3 separate regions of the Mus musculus genome follow, and all the other regions are linked to region 1. Evidence: chromatin contacts called from public Hi-C and HiChIP or PLAC-seq data. All regions are on one chromosome and are shown on one strand. The core of a region is the stretch at or near the end of the contact, and the rest is flanking DNA. Distances in the headings are between cores, read along the strand shown. Region 1 holds the start of A430010J10Rik (a long non-coding RNA gene). Region 2 has its middle 34 kb from the start of Gm38825. Region 3 has its middle 17 kb from the start of Gm29928.

What was found. A called contact is a pair of places that touch in the nucleus more often than the background predicts. HiChIP or PLAC-seq counts read pairs in DNA pulled down with a chosen protein or histone mark.
Region 2: an H3K27ac HiChIP or PLAC-seq map of embryonic stem cells shows a contact between it and region 1, with 14 read pairs. The contact joins the enhancer-like site here to the promoter of A430010J10Rik in region 1. A contact is called at or near these places in 2 of 484 Hi-C or Micro-C datasets (double positive thymocytes and muscle stem cells) and 4 of 115 datasets of contacts at active chromatin or transcription factors (bone marrow-derived macrophages, embryonic stem cells and microglia).
Region 3: a Hi-C map of liver shows a contact between it and region 1, with 2.6 times the contacts expected there. The contact joins the enhancer-like site here to the promoter of A430010J10Rik in region 1. A contact is called at or near these places in 30 of 484 Hi-C or Micro-C datasets (the C2C12 cell line, Sertoli cells, brown adipocytes and 12 more) and 11 of 115 datasets of contacts at active chromatin or transcription factors (CD8 T cells, bone marrow-derived macrophages, embryonic stem cells and 1 more).

The regions. Positions count from the first base shown.
Region 1 is chr6:67,155,528-67,160,302 of GRCm38.p6, reverse strand. A430010J10Rik (a long non-coding RNA gene) reads right to left here and starts at 2,502. Exons shown (of 3, transcript XR_001785271.1): 1 at 2,003-2,502; 2 at 1-1,471.
Region 2 is chr6:67,217,919-67,222,693 of GRCm38.p6, reverse strand. No RefSeq gene overlaps it. Among named protein-coding and RNA genes, the nearest start is that of Gm38825, 34 kb to the right of the region's middle. Within about 2 kb of position 2,548, at least 8 of the 459 cell types and tissues checked have an H3K27ac peak or open chromatin away from gene starts, as enhancers often do. A contact at or near this core is called in embryonic stem cells, where this site is marked.
Region 3 is chr6:67,106,399-67,111,173 of GRCm38.p6, reverse strand. No RefSeq gene overlaps it. Among named protein-coding and RNA genes, the nearest start is that of Gm29928, 17 kb to the right of the region's middle. Within about 2 kb of position 2,758, at least 13 of the 459 cell types and tissues checked have an H3K27ac peak or open chromatin away from gene starts, as enhancers often do. A contact at or near this core is called in liver and uterus, where this site is marked.

The DNA.
Region 1 (4,775 bases), core at 1,253-3,752:
CTGGCTCACCATGTCTGGATTCAGGAAGCAGAGAGTACGGGAACTTGGCTCAGTTACTCCTTTTTACTCAGTCTAGGGTCCCAGTCCCTGGAATGGTGCTGCCCACGTGTAGGGTGAGTCCTTTCACACCTAATGCCTGATCTCCAAACTTATTGTAAATCTTCTCATGTTGACAGTTAAGACCAACCATCACAATGAGCAAGGGGGAAAAAAAAAGAAAGTTGTGAACCAGAAAAACCTGCCCACTCCCTTTTCTGTAAAAGCTGGGGATACTCCCATGACATTACCTGAGACTCCTGTGTGGCACTTGAAAACCTGAAGGTTTTACTTTTACTTTTTTCTATTATCTTGTATCGCCTTGTGATGTATTTTCAATGCCCTGTTCCTTATCTGCCTTAGCAAATTCAAGCACTGTTGTCTGCACCCATGTTGGAGAGGAGATTATTGTCTCCCTTTTTGAAATAAAACTATAAGAAAAGACCATCTTTGCTGGGCTTTGCGCTCATAAATAGGTCAGCTAACTAGGAGAATCGTAAAGCCCTTCTCTTTTAAGTGGACTTCAGTTACCTTTGCAGGCAGTTGGGTCAGGAGGGAGGCCAGCTGCTGTAACAGTGTTTCCAGCACCATGCTCCCCCAACACGGGGCTTTGTGGGAGTCTATGGGCTTTCTCCAATACCATTTAGCATGACCCTACTGTGACCCTGCAGAGGCCAGGTTAGTGTTGCCACTCTTATGCTACAGATAAAGGGGAAATATTCTGGGAAGTAAAATGACAAGCTCAAGTGGCAGAAGTTAGTTTCCAACAGGGTCTAATGGCACGGACATGCTAATTACTTAACAATGGCAGAAGATGAGACAATGGTTCTTGCTAATCCACATATGACATAGCATGAACATTGGGGTAGGGGAAGGGAGAAGAGTCTAATTCTCTCTTTCCTCCTTTCTTTTCTGTTCTCTTTCCCTCTCTTCCTCCTTCCTTCTAGTCCATTTGAAAAAGAGACGAGAAGGGAAGAAGAATTTATCAGATTAATAAGCAGATAATCACAAATTAGCAGTCAAGTGTTATGGAAGTTGAAATGATGCCGCAGATTTGAAGCAGTGTGTCAGAAACATAATAACCAAGGCTGATCTATAGACAAATGTTTAAAAACAAAACAAAACAAAATCAAGACGTTTCTTAAATTACAAGTTAGGACGGGGGATAAAGTGTAGCGGTTGTCTACTATACACAAAGCCCTAGATTTCATCAGCCCCAACAGCCCCGCCCACACCGACACAGAGATCAGACAATTGCTCACATTTATTGCCGGCAGAGACGATTTAGACATTTGCCACATGGGGGCGCTTGATACCATCAGGTCATGAAGGAGAGCTTCCTGCTAGACCAAGTTGCTGAATGGCTCCTCCTCACCCTATTCACTCTATGTCACAACAAGGGCTCAGAGGAATACACAGCTCCACCCCGGAAGACCTAAAAGTACAGCAAACAACGTAGTGAACCCCTTGTGTCAGCTGTCCAGCTTCAACAAGCACCAGCCGCACTGGGTCACCTTTCCTCTTAATGTCTCACTGCTATATTCCCTCTTCTCATTATTGCAGTTAATCTCAGACGTAGACACATGAAGGTCAATGTTTTGGTATGTTTATGACAGTTTGAGAGAAAAAAAAAATGATTACTAGTCAGTCCCGCCACTGTTAAGACGCCCGACTGAATGGGGTGGATAAGCAAGAACATTTTGTAAAGGACTATGATTTCATGCATTGTTATTCTGCCCTCCAAGAAGATACGAATATCGTTATTTAGTTCAAAGGTGAGCGTTGGGGAAGAGTATCTGTGCCGAAGATGGGCTGGGGACTCAGCATCACGTCACACCAAGGATGTGTTTTCCGTGTTCTAGTAGAGTGCTTTCTGCTACCTATACCTAACAGCACTCTGCCATGGCTGGAAGCTACCAAGACCTTCCAATGTCTGCCCTTTTCTTCCTGTGTCCCATGTACTCACCCAATTTCCCAGGCACTAGGTTAATCCCTTCAGATTACTCCCTTCTCAGATGGAGGAAGAGTTTCCATACTCAGGATTCCTGGGGAGAATTAAGCTCCTTATTTAAAAGGTTGTTTTCTCCCATTGCAAGCCATTAGAAAATGTTATCCAGCAACCTTGACGAACTTGTAAATCAACTGATAATAGGTGGGTTGTTGTGACAGTGTACATCATAGTCCTGGCATCCAGGAAGCAATGGCAGAAGGATCTCAAGTTTGAGGTCAGCCTATACAGTGACCTAAATAGCGAGACTTGTTTTGTTTTGTGTGTGGAGGGATGGCTCAGTGGTTAGGGGCACTTGCTGCTTTTACAGAGACCTGAGTTGAATTCCCAGCATCTGTGTGGGGCAGCTCATAACTTCTAGTAACTCCAGCTCTAGGGAATCTAACACCTTCTACCCTCTGCAGCCAACAACACACATGTAGCACATGTAAATAAGAAATATCTTTACGTGTATATACATATATATATATGTGCATATATATATATATATGGTATATGTATATGGTATATGTATGTATATATAGTGGTTGGGATAAGTTTTTGTTTAAAAACTAGGCAATTGTATTTAAATGTGTTCTTAAGTAGATGACTTTGAGTTTGTCTGTGACAATAAGGGATTAAATGAATCCTTGGTGACTTGGGGGAAATGGTTTAACATTATGAGAGAAGGAAATTGGCCAGCCATGAAAACTTAAAAGCATGATAGACTTCAAGGACTGGCCTTATATCAGTCTTCTGGTGAGAAGGACACTTGGCCAGCAGACCTGAATGATGAAGTCCTTTGGCAAGGCAATCCCTGTAACGGTTGAGAACTCCATTGACAACTAAGCTGGGGAACACATTTCATTTAACACTTGTTCACCAAGTCTCCTTTGAATAATTTGGCTTTGTAGGAATGGACTTTTCAACAGGGCGAGAACACGTTGGTCTGGCCAGTATGAACTTTTAGCAGTGTCGAAGCTGATTCTCTCACCACAAACAAATCAGCTGGCTTTCGGGTCATACCTTGGCTTCTGTGTTCCCTTGCCCTGGAGGAGATATTGGTCTCTCTTAGAGGATTCGCTTTCTCCCTGACAGCTTTTGTCCAGTCTGTCATCCAATGAACACACAACCTGTGCTCTTGGTTTGTCTGGTTGCCTGAGGGACGAGTTTTAGGCAGAGAAAACCAACAGAGACATATCTACTCTTGAGAATGAGAACAGAATGCAGAGGTCCTGAGATCTCAGAGAGATTTAGTCTCTGGACACGATGCTCCTAGGCCACTGCACAGGAAACTGAAGATCTCCATGCCTTAAAGGAAGAGTTGGGATTCTTGTACTCCCACCAACGCGCCCCCCCCCCTCAAACCAGTTGGTTCAATTTGGCTAGCGAGCTATCTTATTCTCACTGACAGGAGACCAGGCAGTTCTCAGAAGAACTGTGTCATGTTACCTCCTTCTGTTACATCTTTTAGTGGCTCTTACCTACAGTATCAAGTTCCCTTAACAGAAAAACTGAAAAGCTGATTGCTTCTCCAGCTCAAACATTAGACCTCTGTGTGGCTACAAGGCACACTACTATTGAAGGTGTAAAACGAAAATTGCCACACTGTTTGGGCTTGATGACATACATCTGTAATCTCGACACTTCAGAGTAGAGGCAGGAGGATCAGAAGTTTAAATACAAAAAGAAGAGACCAGGGAACCTGATAGATCCCTGGAAACTTCTAGGTAAAGAGTTGTTTGAGCAAGGCCAATAAGGAAATCTAGGAACAGGTGAGGCAGAGGTAGCCAGAGTCGCTCTCCACAGAGAGCCTGGTTTACCTGCTAGGTGAAAGTCATTGGTTTGATGTGTATCACAATGTTTGAGCACTTGGTCCCCAGCAGGTCCCCAGCAGGTTCTGGGAAGTTCTGGGACAAATTAATATGGGGCCTAACCATTGAACATAGGCGCTTGACAATTATAGTCTGCCCTGCTTCTGGTTTTTTGGTTTTTTTTTTTTTTTCTGTTTCCTGTTGTTACAATCCCTCCACCCAGGACATATCTGTCCCAGCCACTGTTCCTCTTTGCTATGATAGACTGAGCCTCTGACACCATTGGCAAAGCAAATCTTTCTTCTCTTAAGTTGTTTCTGTCAAATATTTTCTCACAGCAACTAGAGAAGTAGCTAACCCATCCACCATGGCCTAGTACAAGTGTTCTGTGCTAGATGGGCTGGCCTTAGTCCTATAGACAGGAGCCATAGAGATTCCTACTCCAATTCCAAGCTATTGTGAAGTTAATCCTCTAGAAACTCAAAGCTTAGAAAGAAGGAAAAAGCAATGGTAGATATCTTCTAGGAGATGAAGTGGAGGGATCCAACTGTTGAAATGGTCTTGACCATTGCAGGGCTCCAACACCAAGCATAGCACTTGGCATGCTGTTAGGGAGTAGATTACTTTCTGTGGCTGAATTGGAAGCAAGAAGTGGGTGGAATGGAGACTTGGATTCAGCTTATGCCAATAACCAGTGAGCTAGAATGACCTATTGAGTTTAGCAAATGTACTGTAATCACATAAATTTGTCTTGGTTTTTACTGCTGTTAAGCACATTATTAAATGTCTCAATGATCCCGAGAATTCTCCTGGCAACAAATGCCCTCTACCTGAGAGGTGCAATTGGAAGCTTAGACTCGTGGTTGTGGCTCCTAGCACTCTTCACCAAAGCACAGTAAATGGATCTCATGTGCCAGGTTGATCCAAGCTGTGTTCTT
Region 2 (4,775 bases), core at 1,299-3,798, 62 kb before region 1:
TTAAAGGGGGAAAGTGGAGGCATTTCGTGGACGCCGCAAGTGGAGAACGTATGTGAGAGCAGACCCAGAGGGGAGCTGGGCGGACCTGTCAGAGTGTTAGAATTTGAGCTTTGGTCTTTTGGACCCAGGATCTTGAAATGAAATAGTGATTCCTGTCCTGTAAACTGTAAGGTTTATATAGGAATCTTGGAAACAATGGGAACAAGACTGAATTATACCAGGCTTTTGGGTATTATGGACCACTCTGAAGTGTGTGGACTGCTCAAAACCCTCCTGGCTTTGCCTTCATTGAATTTGAAGATCCCTCAAATTTGAGATGCTGCTGCTGCTGAAAAGGGAAGTGGAAATTATGGCCCGCCTCTCTCTTGGCGTTGCTGCCCTTGATGTGATCACCGCAGGAGGATGACTCCACCTGAGCACAGATCTCCAAGAAGGAGAAGGTTCTACCAAAGCCAGAGCAGGTCACTTTCTTTTTTCTTTCTTTTTTTTTTTTTTTAAGGTTTATTTACTTATTATATGTAAGTACACTGTAGCTGTCCTCAGACACTCCAGAAGAGGGCATCAGATTTTGTTTCGGATGGTTGTGAGCCACCATGTGGTTGCTGGGATTTGAACTCAGGACCTTTGGAAGAGCAGTCGGCGCTCTTAACCACTGAGCCATCTCACCAGCCCCCAGCAGGTCACTTTCTAGAGATAAAAGAGACAGGTCTCCATCTAGTAAGAGAAATCACAAGCCATCTCTGGATCCTTCTCAAGGTCTCATAGCTGATTTAGGTCAAATGAAAGAAATAAAAGACCAGTTTGCAAAGGAAGTGGTGTACAAGAAGTACTTTCATTGACAGGAGTATGTATAAGAAATTAAAGTTTTGAGATAAGCTTGGTACATTTTAAAGATGTTCTAGTTGTTCAAATTTGTTTTGTCTTTCAGAAAAGTGACACGCAAAACAATATGATTATAGTTTCGAATGGATTATATGAGACATACGATAGCAAGAATTGTTACTTTACGATGTTCCCTTGAGCAAGATTGAATTTGCTTTGAACTTTAGTTTTTCTGAAATAAACCCAGACTCTGCCCAGTTAAAGTGTGATGTACTGATGATATAGAAACCTCTGGCGGAGTTTGACTAAAGCTGTAGTTCCTCTAGTAGCTGAGACACGGTGTGGTCCTGTGGATGAATTGATAAGCAGTCTTTAGAGGCTGCTGTGAACACAAGGCAACAGGGAAAGGGTAGGAACGGCACCCAGAAGGTTTTCAAAGCGGTTCCCTCCTGGTTGAGGAGCTGCTGTACATTGTAGAGTTGAACTTTTGAGTTACCGTGCAAGATTTATTTTCATACTGTCATTTGAAATATGTTTGTGAGAATCCTTGGGTTAAAGTTTTGGTTGCAAATTGTTGTTTAACTTAAAAGCCTGTTTTCTCTTGCACACAAATCTGTGAACTTGGTATCAAGTCCAGGTATAGCATTCCTATTAGAAGCCATATTTGTATTTTCTTGTAAAGTGCTTTTGAATTAATAAAACACTAGCATAACCATGTAGTAGTCAGTTGAGCGAACCCACTGCTGCCATGTTCTTATCCTTGGGGGAAAAGAGGGAAAATGGAAAAACCAAAGAAACATGGAATGGGGAAAATTCATTTAGATTGTCTTTAAGCAAGCTGATAAGTTACTTGTGTAGAAAATCAGATCAGCCCCTCCCCTTCCCCACAGGGTTTCCTTGTGTAGCCCTGGCTATCCTAGAATTCACTCTATAGATCAGGCTGGCCTCAAACTGACAGAGATCCACCTCCCAGTGCTGGGATTAAAGGCATGCACCACACTTCCTGGCTTGCAGATCCTTATTGTGAATTCCTATCTGGTTGAAGGTTGACCTCTGTGTCTGCAGCATGTGGTCTGTGTGCTGAACAGACATAGAACTTAGGGATGCTAGCTTGTTTCAGAGATCAGACTGGATTACATTAGATAAGACATCTCATACACTTTTAAATATCTATCTGTCTGTTTTAGGATTTTATTGCTGTGAAAAGACACCATGATCAAGGCAACTTTTACGATCAAGGCAACTCTTATAAAGGACAACATTTAATTAGGGGTGGCTTACAGCTTCTGAGATGTAGTCCATTACTGTCATGGCAGGAAACATGGCAGAGAGAAGGCAGGCATGGTCCTGAAGAAGGAGCTGATAGTTTTACATCTTGATCAGAAGACATCAGAAGGAGATTGTATCTTATACTGGAATTAGCTTGAGCACATATAACCTCAAAGCCTGCCTTCACAGTGACACACTTCCTTCAGTAAGGCCACACCTCCTAACAGTGTCATTCTCTATGACCAAGCATTCAAATGTCGCTACCGTCTCCGACCAGCAGAAAAGAAGCGACGAAACCGACGTCCTTCTCAAGGCAGTTTATTCAGAAACTTCACAATGTGCAGGAAAAAGAATGCCCCGACCTCTCTCGGCCATTCCCCTTTATCCCCTCCAGTCCACTCCCCCTCACCCCAGTCCACATAGGCACAGTTCATTGGCTCAGGACTGCATTCGTCACATCATCCGATCTTATGTCGTGGTGCATCTGTGCAATGCAGCTCAAGGTACGTGGCTATCTTGAGATATGAGGAAGTCAGGTGACAGTCATAAGACTTGGCAGCAGTCCTGGGCGCCATCTTGGGGCCGCGGCCACACCAGCTCCTCACATTTAAACATATGAATCTATGGGGACATGCCCATTCAAACTAACACACTCCACTCCCTAGTCCCCGTACGCTTGTAGCCATAACATAATGCAAAATGCATTTAGTCCAACTTTAAAAATCCCCATAGTCTGTCATAGACTCAACAATGTTTAAAAGTCCAGAGTTTAAAGTCTCTTCTGAGATTCACATAATCTCTTAACTGTAGTCTGCAGACACATCCCTAGTTGCAGCAGCTTTCCGTAGTTACAGAAGAAAATTTCATAATCCCTTTCTTCTCTCCTTGATTCTAAAGCCAGAACCATGTGACTGAAGCTACCAAGTTCTGTTGCTTGCTGGGGCTGAAACATGACCCCATCATTCAATTACATCTTCACCAGCTTTCAGTTTTGATGGTTTCCGTCTCTGCTTAACATTGGCAGTCACAGAGTTTGCTCTGTAGGTCAGGTTGGCTTTGAACTCAGAGATCTGCTTGCCTCTGTCTCCATAGTTCTGGGATTAAAGGTGTATACCACCCATGCTTAGACCTAAGCTTTTCTTTAATTCCTTTCCACAAATTGAATGCTTAGCTGGGTGGGATAGAGTCCTGAAGTCACCTCTCCCTTAATTCTACTTAATGTCTTTAATCTGTTTATCTCCTTGAACACAGGATTTAGTTTCATTCTACCTCCTGGTGCCACTTTCATCCTTGAACCATACATTTTGTATTTTTCCTTGCTCAGCTTGCTCTGTTTCATCTAAATACTCTTCATAAGAGTGAAGCACAGGACAAAGTCTGTACTAGACCATTTTGAGATTTCCTTTGCCGATGCAAAATTAATCTAAATCTTCTCACCTGAGCCTCAGGCAGACAAAGGCAAAAAAAAAAAAAAAAAAAAAAAAAGCAGATATTCCTCATCAAAACATCACAAGAATGATCTTTAGGCAACATACTAAAATTCTTCTCTGAACTTTTTGAGCCAGGCCCCCAGTTCAAATCACCCTCAGGCTTCCATGCTTCTACTGGTATGGCCTGTTAAGCTGTGCTTAAAGAAAGCATTCAGCTGCTTTTCTAACTCAGTGCACCAACATCCACATTCCTTCAAATGAAAGCAAGGACAGGCCTATTGCAGCAATACCCCAATACCTGGTACCAACTTCTGTCTTAGGGTTTATTGCTGTGGAAAAAACACCATTACCATGATAACTGTGGTAGTTTGAATAGGTATAGCCCCATAGATTCAAGGGTTTGAATGCTTGGCCCATAGGGAGTTGTGCTATTAGGAGATGTGACCTTGTTGGAGTGGGTGTGGCCTTGTTGGAGGAAATGTGTTGCTGTGGAGGTGAGGCTTTGAGGTCTCCTATGTTCAAACTACACCCAGTGTGGTACACAGTATTTCCTTGCTGCTTGCAGATCAACATGTAAAACTCTCACTTCTCCAGCATCATGTGTGGTGCCATGTTCCCTGCCATGAAAATAATGGACTAAACCTCTGAAACTATAAACCAACCCCCAATTAAATATTTTTCGTTATAAAACTTGCCATGGTTATGGTATCTCTTCACAGCAATAAAACCCTAATAAAACAGCAACTCTTGCCGGGTGGTAATGGCACACGCCTTTAATCCCAGCACTCGGGAGGCAGAGGCAAGCAGATTTCTGAGTTCGAGGCCAGCCTGGTCTACAGAGTGAGTTCTAGGACAGCCAAAGTACACAGAGAAACCCTGTCTCGAAAAACCAAAAACCAACCAAACAAACAAACAAAAAACCCAGCAACTCTTATAAAGGAAAACATTTAATTGGTGCTGGTCTATAGTTTCAGAGGATTAGTCCATTATCATCATGGCAAAAAGCATAGCAGTGTGCAGGCAGACATGGTGCTGGAGAAGGAGCTGAGAGTACTATATCCCGTTCTGCAGGCAACAAGAAGTGAACAGGTTTGTTTCTGAGATCTCAAAGCTCACCACAGTGATGCACCTCCTCCAACAAAGCCACACCTACTCCAACAAGACCACACCTCTAAATAGTGCTGCTCACTATGGGTCTATCAGGGCCATCTTTATTCAAACCACTACATTCCACTCCTTGGTCCCCATAGGCTC
Region 3 (4,775 bases), core at 1,509-4,008, 49 kb after region 1:
AAAGGTTAGCCGTTCTTTTTTAAACACCGCAGATTTACCCCCTTTGCTGTCTGTAAATAGCGACTATTTCCTTGAAGGTTTTGGAGAACAGCGCTCTGGGTCCAAATTCCTCTCTACCTGTGCAAACTCAGACAAGTTGTTGGACATCTCTGAACTTCAGTACTGCATATGTAAAATGTCGAAAACAGTGTCCACTGGAAGGTGCCCCAGGGATCACATGAGATGGTATTGCTAACACACTAGAAGAAATGTAGCATGTACTACCGTGAGAGGTGTCCCTGTCACCCACCCTGTTGGATCCCAACTCACCCATTCTCCCCATGGTTTTGATTGTGGGTCACCTGAGTATTTTGTCACTAGTGATATTTAACTCTTTATGTCATAAATGTGTTCTAGGGAAGAAGAGAGGGCTAGCTTGATGCACAGAAGCAGCAAGAGACACCATACAACCCTCCAACCCCACATGACTGACATTTAGTTACTCTTGAGGGCAGCAGGGTTTATGTTCTTCTCTCAGCAGCCTTCTTGGCTTCTGTATTACAGATGCCAGTGGGTCCTGCTCAGTTACAACCACTAAAAATGTTTTCAGACACTGCCAAATGTCACTTGGAGTACACAGCAGCCCCAGCCAAGAGCCATTACCTTAGCATGACTCTAGAGCTTAGGTCAGTGGGTCCTAAACTGTTGTGCCTGGAACCACCAGAAAGAATCTCAAAAAACAGGTTCCTGGGCCCCATCTCCAGAGGGTCTGTTCCAGTGTGCCTGCCTCGGAGTCAATGACTTCACATCTAATTCATTTCAGGTGTTGTAGGTGCTATTGCTCCAGGACCATTTGGGAGCAGGCATCTCAGTAACATTCATGTCCATGTGCTGAGCCCTTTCAGGGCTGAGACAAAAGCTGCTAAGTGACAAGAAATCCTATGGACATGGCTTTGTTTTGTTTTGTTTTTTGTTTTGTTTTTATTTTTGTTTTGAGCCAGGGTCTCACTGTGTGGTTCTAGCTATCCCGGAAATTTCTATGTAGACCAGGCTGATCCTGAACTCACAGACATCTGTCACCCTCTGCCCTCCAAGTACTGGTCTCTTTAGGAGCACACTCAAAAAGAACTAACTCGCTGGCTGTGACCCATGGTGGAGGGATGGAGAGAGAGTGACTGCAAATGAGGTCAGCCTACGAGTCAGGAAGGAGTCCACGGGGGCTTGGGAAGACTGTGGAAAAATGCTGACCACAGCAGTTTTACACACAGGATCAGCACTTGCCAACATTCATGGGATTCAAATTTATCTCTATTTTAGTCACTCTTCTGGGTACTGGGGTCACAAGAAAAGCCTCACAGTCAGGGGGAAAAAAACAACCAAAGCAAAAATTAAATAAAAAAAACCCCAAACTTTGGCCTCATAGAGCTTACAAGGAATAAGGACACTAAGCAAGGAAACACATTTTAAAAGTAGTATGTTCATAAGAGAACAAATCAGAGTACATGGGAATGGAGGGAGTAGGTGGCTACAGCTTTAAGTGACATGATTTTTCAGTGGTGTGCTGGTACAAGGAAATAACTGACAAAGGTCTGATTTGTAGCAATGACCAATTTCAGGGATGTAAATATGCCTACATTGGCAATGCCATGATGAAGCTGGCCTCAAGGGAGAATTGTAAAGAAGTGTACCATGGAATAGCACTCTGCAGTGTTTCTTTTAGCATTCTGTCTAATCTCCACACTCCACAGTTAACTGGAAACAGCCAGGTAGGCTTGGCCCACACTATGAAAGGGGCTGCTTGCCCCCTCCTTTCTCTCTCTTACTACTGCTTCCAGCTTGCCTCTCTCTTGCCCCTTTCCTTTCCCCCCTCTCTCCCCAGGGTCATGGCTGGCCTCTACTATCTCCCCTCACTGCCTTTCTCTGCCTCTATTACCCTCTTAACTCCCCTCCCCATGCCCTGAATAAACTCTATTCTATACTATACCATTGTGTGGCTGGTTCCTCGGGGAGGGGGATGCCTTGGCATGGGCCCTCTGAGGTACCCTTTTCCCCCCATACCTTACAGAACCCTCTAAGAACATATTCTTAGACCCCCTTTATCTTTTTATAATCACAACAGTTTCTACCAGGGATGTTAGATATCAACAGCCATTGGGTACATAATAGTAAAGAATTGGAAAATGGTCAATTTTGAGTATTTTAAAGATTTTTGTTTTAAATTTTAGGTACGTTAGTGTTTTGTCCGAATGCATAGGTATGTACCACATGCACGGAGTGCCAAAAAGGCCAGAGAGGGCACTAGATCACCTGGAATTGGAGTTATAGATGGTTGTAAGGCAGCATATGGGTGCTGAGAACAGAACACAGGTCCTCTTGAAGAGCTGCTAGTCTCTTAAACATTGACCAATCTCTAGCCCAGAATTTAGAGTATTTTAAAATATTAGTTTCTGGTATACAGCATGCATATTTTAACTTTTATTAAGGGGGCATGACCCTGTTATTCCTCTTCATCTCTTATGGTTCCTGGAATGTAGCAGTCTGTCCTTTTGATCTGAGACTAGTAGTTAGGAAACAAGCTTTAGCTTGTTAAGATAGCAAGTTCAAATAGAAACCTGAAGGTGACTGGGTTGGGGGAGTTGGAGGGGGTGGGAAGACAGCTATGACTGAGCAGCCATGTCCTCTCTTGGGAAAGAAACATCCATACCTGGGTATCCACACAGTGCTGCCCTGGCACATGCTGTCCCCTGAGCCCCAACAATCCCTGACCTTCTGGCACCTAGTGTCAACCGCCTGAGGCCTGAGCCAAGGCCTGAGCCAAGGTCACAGATGCCCTCTTGGGCAGAATTTCTACCTGATTCCTTTAAACCCCTTTTTGGAAAAGGTGAAGGCTGAGAAGACAACAGTAACACACAAATAAGTAAGGAAACAATACCCTCCCTGATTCTGTGCCTCCTTGAACCCAGTGTGTTAGCTGTTGCCATCACCATTCTTTTGTATCCTGTTCCCGTCTGCCTCTCTCTCAATTAGATGTCTGGGGTATAGGCTGTCCTGCTCGAGCTTGATATCCTACATGTTATTGATGAGTGGTTAGTACACTATGAATCTGTGATGGACCTCAGGAGAGGCCTTCAGTTGGATGACTCCTATCAGGGGAGTCCACTCTGCTGCAGTGAGGCTTCTTAGCAAACATCCAGTCTCTTCTCTAGGAAGGTGAGACAAAAGGGAGCCAGCTCAAGCCAACAGCAGCCATAGCTAATCCACCACAGCACCACTGTCAGGTCCACTAGAGGCTTACAAGCTTGTTAGTTAAGACTTCATAGCAACCCAGCTATGGGTGTTACATATCTTTAAAAACCATTCCGTTTTACCTACTAGGAAAAGGAAGCAGGGAATGGCAAAGTCAGCCAAGGTCACCCAAGTAGTGAGTGACAAAGGTTTCACTGCATGTGTAAGCACCAGTTCCAGGTAGGAAGGAGGCCAACCATGTAGAATATTAACTACAACCGTTGCAGGCATGAATGAGCTCTCTTTAGCACCATAGCCATGCTTGAGAGCACAGAGAGAACAGTGACTCGAGTTAGGCTTGGGGACCAGGAGCATAGTCACTATGCTGTCCGTGAAGAATAAGTATAGGGGTTCTGATCCCCTACTGAGCATGTAGGTGTGGGCTCCAGGAAGCTAGCTAGGATCTCCCAAGGAACCTGGGCACGATTCACTTACTGGTTTATACGTTCACTGAAACAAGTTAGGATGATAGACTTTTACAAAAAATTTATTTTTTCACTTTCATGATATTTCCCACTGGGGCAGAATGCTCAGGCCTCAGGGACAGAGTTATTAAGGAGAAAGGCATGGGGCCTGCAACCCCTTTCTGGTTTTGATGTTTTCAAGCCCAAGCCTGGTCAGAAATAGAGACAATAGATAGGCATCCCCAATGATAGGAAAGGCTAGTAAGAGCAGGGCTGAGAGGCCCAGCATGATGGGGCACACCTTTAATCCCAGCACTCACGAGGCACGAGCAGATAGATCTCTGTGATTTGGAGGCCAGACTGGTCTTCATGGTGAGTTCCAGGACAGTCAGGTGCATGTAGAAAGACACTGTCTCAAAAAGCAAAAACCAAATCAGACCAAACAAACCAAATCCTATGGGTGAGATGGTTTCAGAACAAGGATTCCTGGGGGCTAGAACTGTCCAGAAACTCTGGGAAGCCCGGAGGTAGGGGTGCTGTGCCCTTCCCCACACCGAGCATTAGAGGAAGTCCCCAGAAGTAAATGTTCACAGCAACTAACCATCAGAGAAACTCAGAAAGAGAAACCTCCCACGTTCCATCCTGGCGCACAGAAAGGGAAGATCCCACTTGACCTGGGGAGGCATGGAGGTGGCAGAGTCCCTGTTAGGTCTCAGTGGTCAATGGGACAGGACATTGAAGCCCATGGGGACTGGTGCCATAGTTCTACTTGGTCACTTAATGTCTCACAAGAAACCCAGACACTGGGTGCCTGGCAAGAAGCCCAGGAGACAGGTGAATGGGCAACAGTCAATGCCAGTGCTCTGAGTCATGGCACAGGGTAGTGAGATTTACCACAATCCTGGCAAGAGGTGAAGAAAACCTAAGTTGACAGCTTTTACTTTCTAGCACCCCAAAATTATGTGAATAAAGATTAAGTCTAAAGCTATAAGAAAGAAAGAAAGAGAGAGAGAGAGAGAGAGAGAGAGAGAGAGGAAGGAAGGAAGGAAGGAAGGAAGAAAGAAAGAAAGAAAGAAAGAAAGAAAGAAAGAAAGAAAGAAAGAAAGA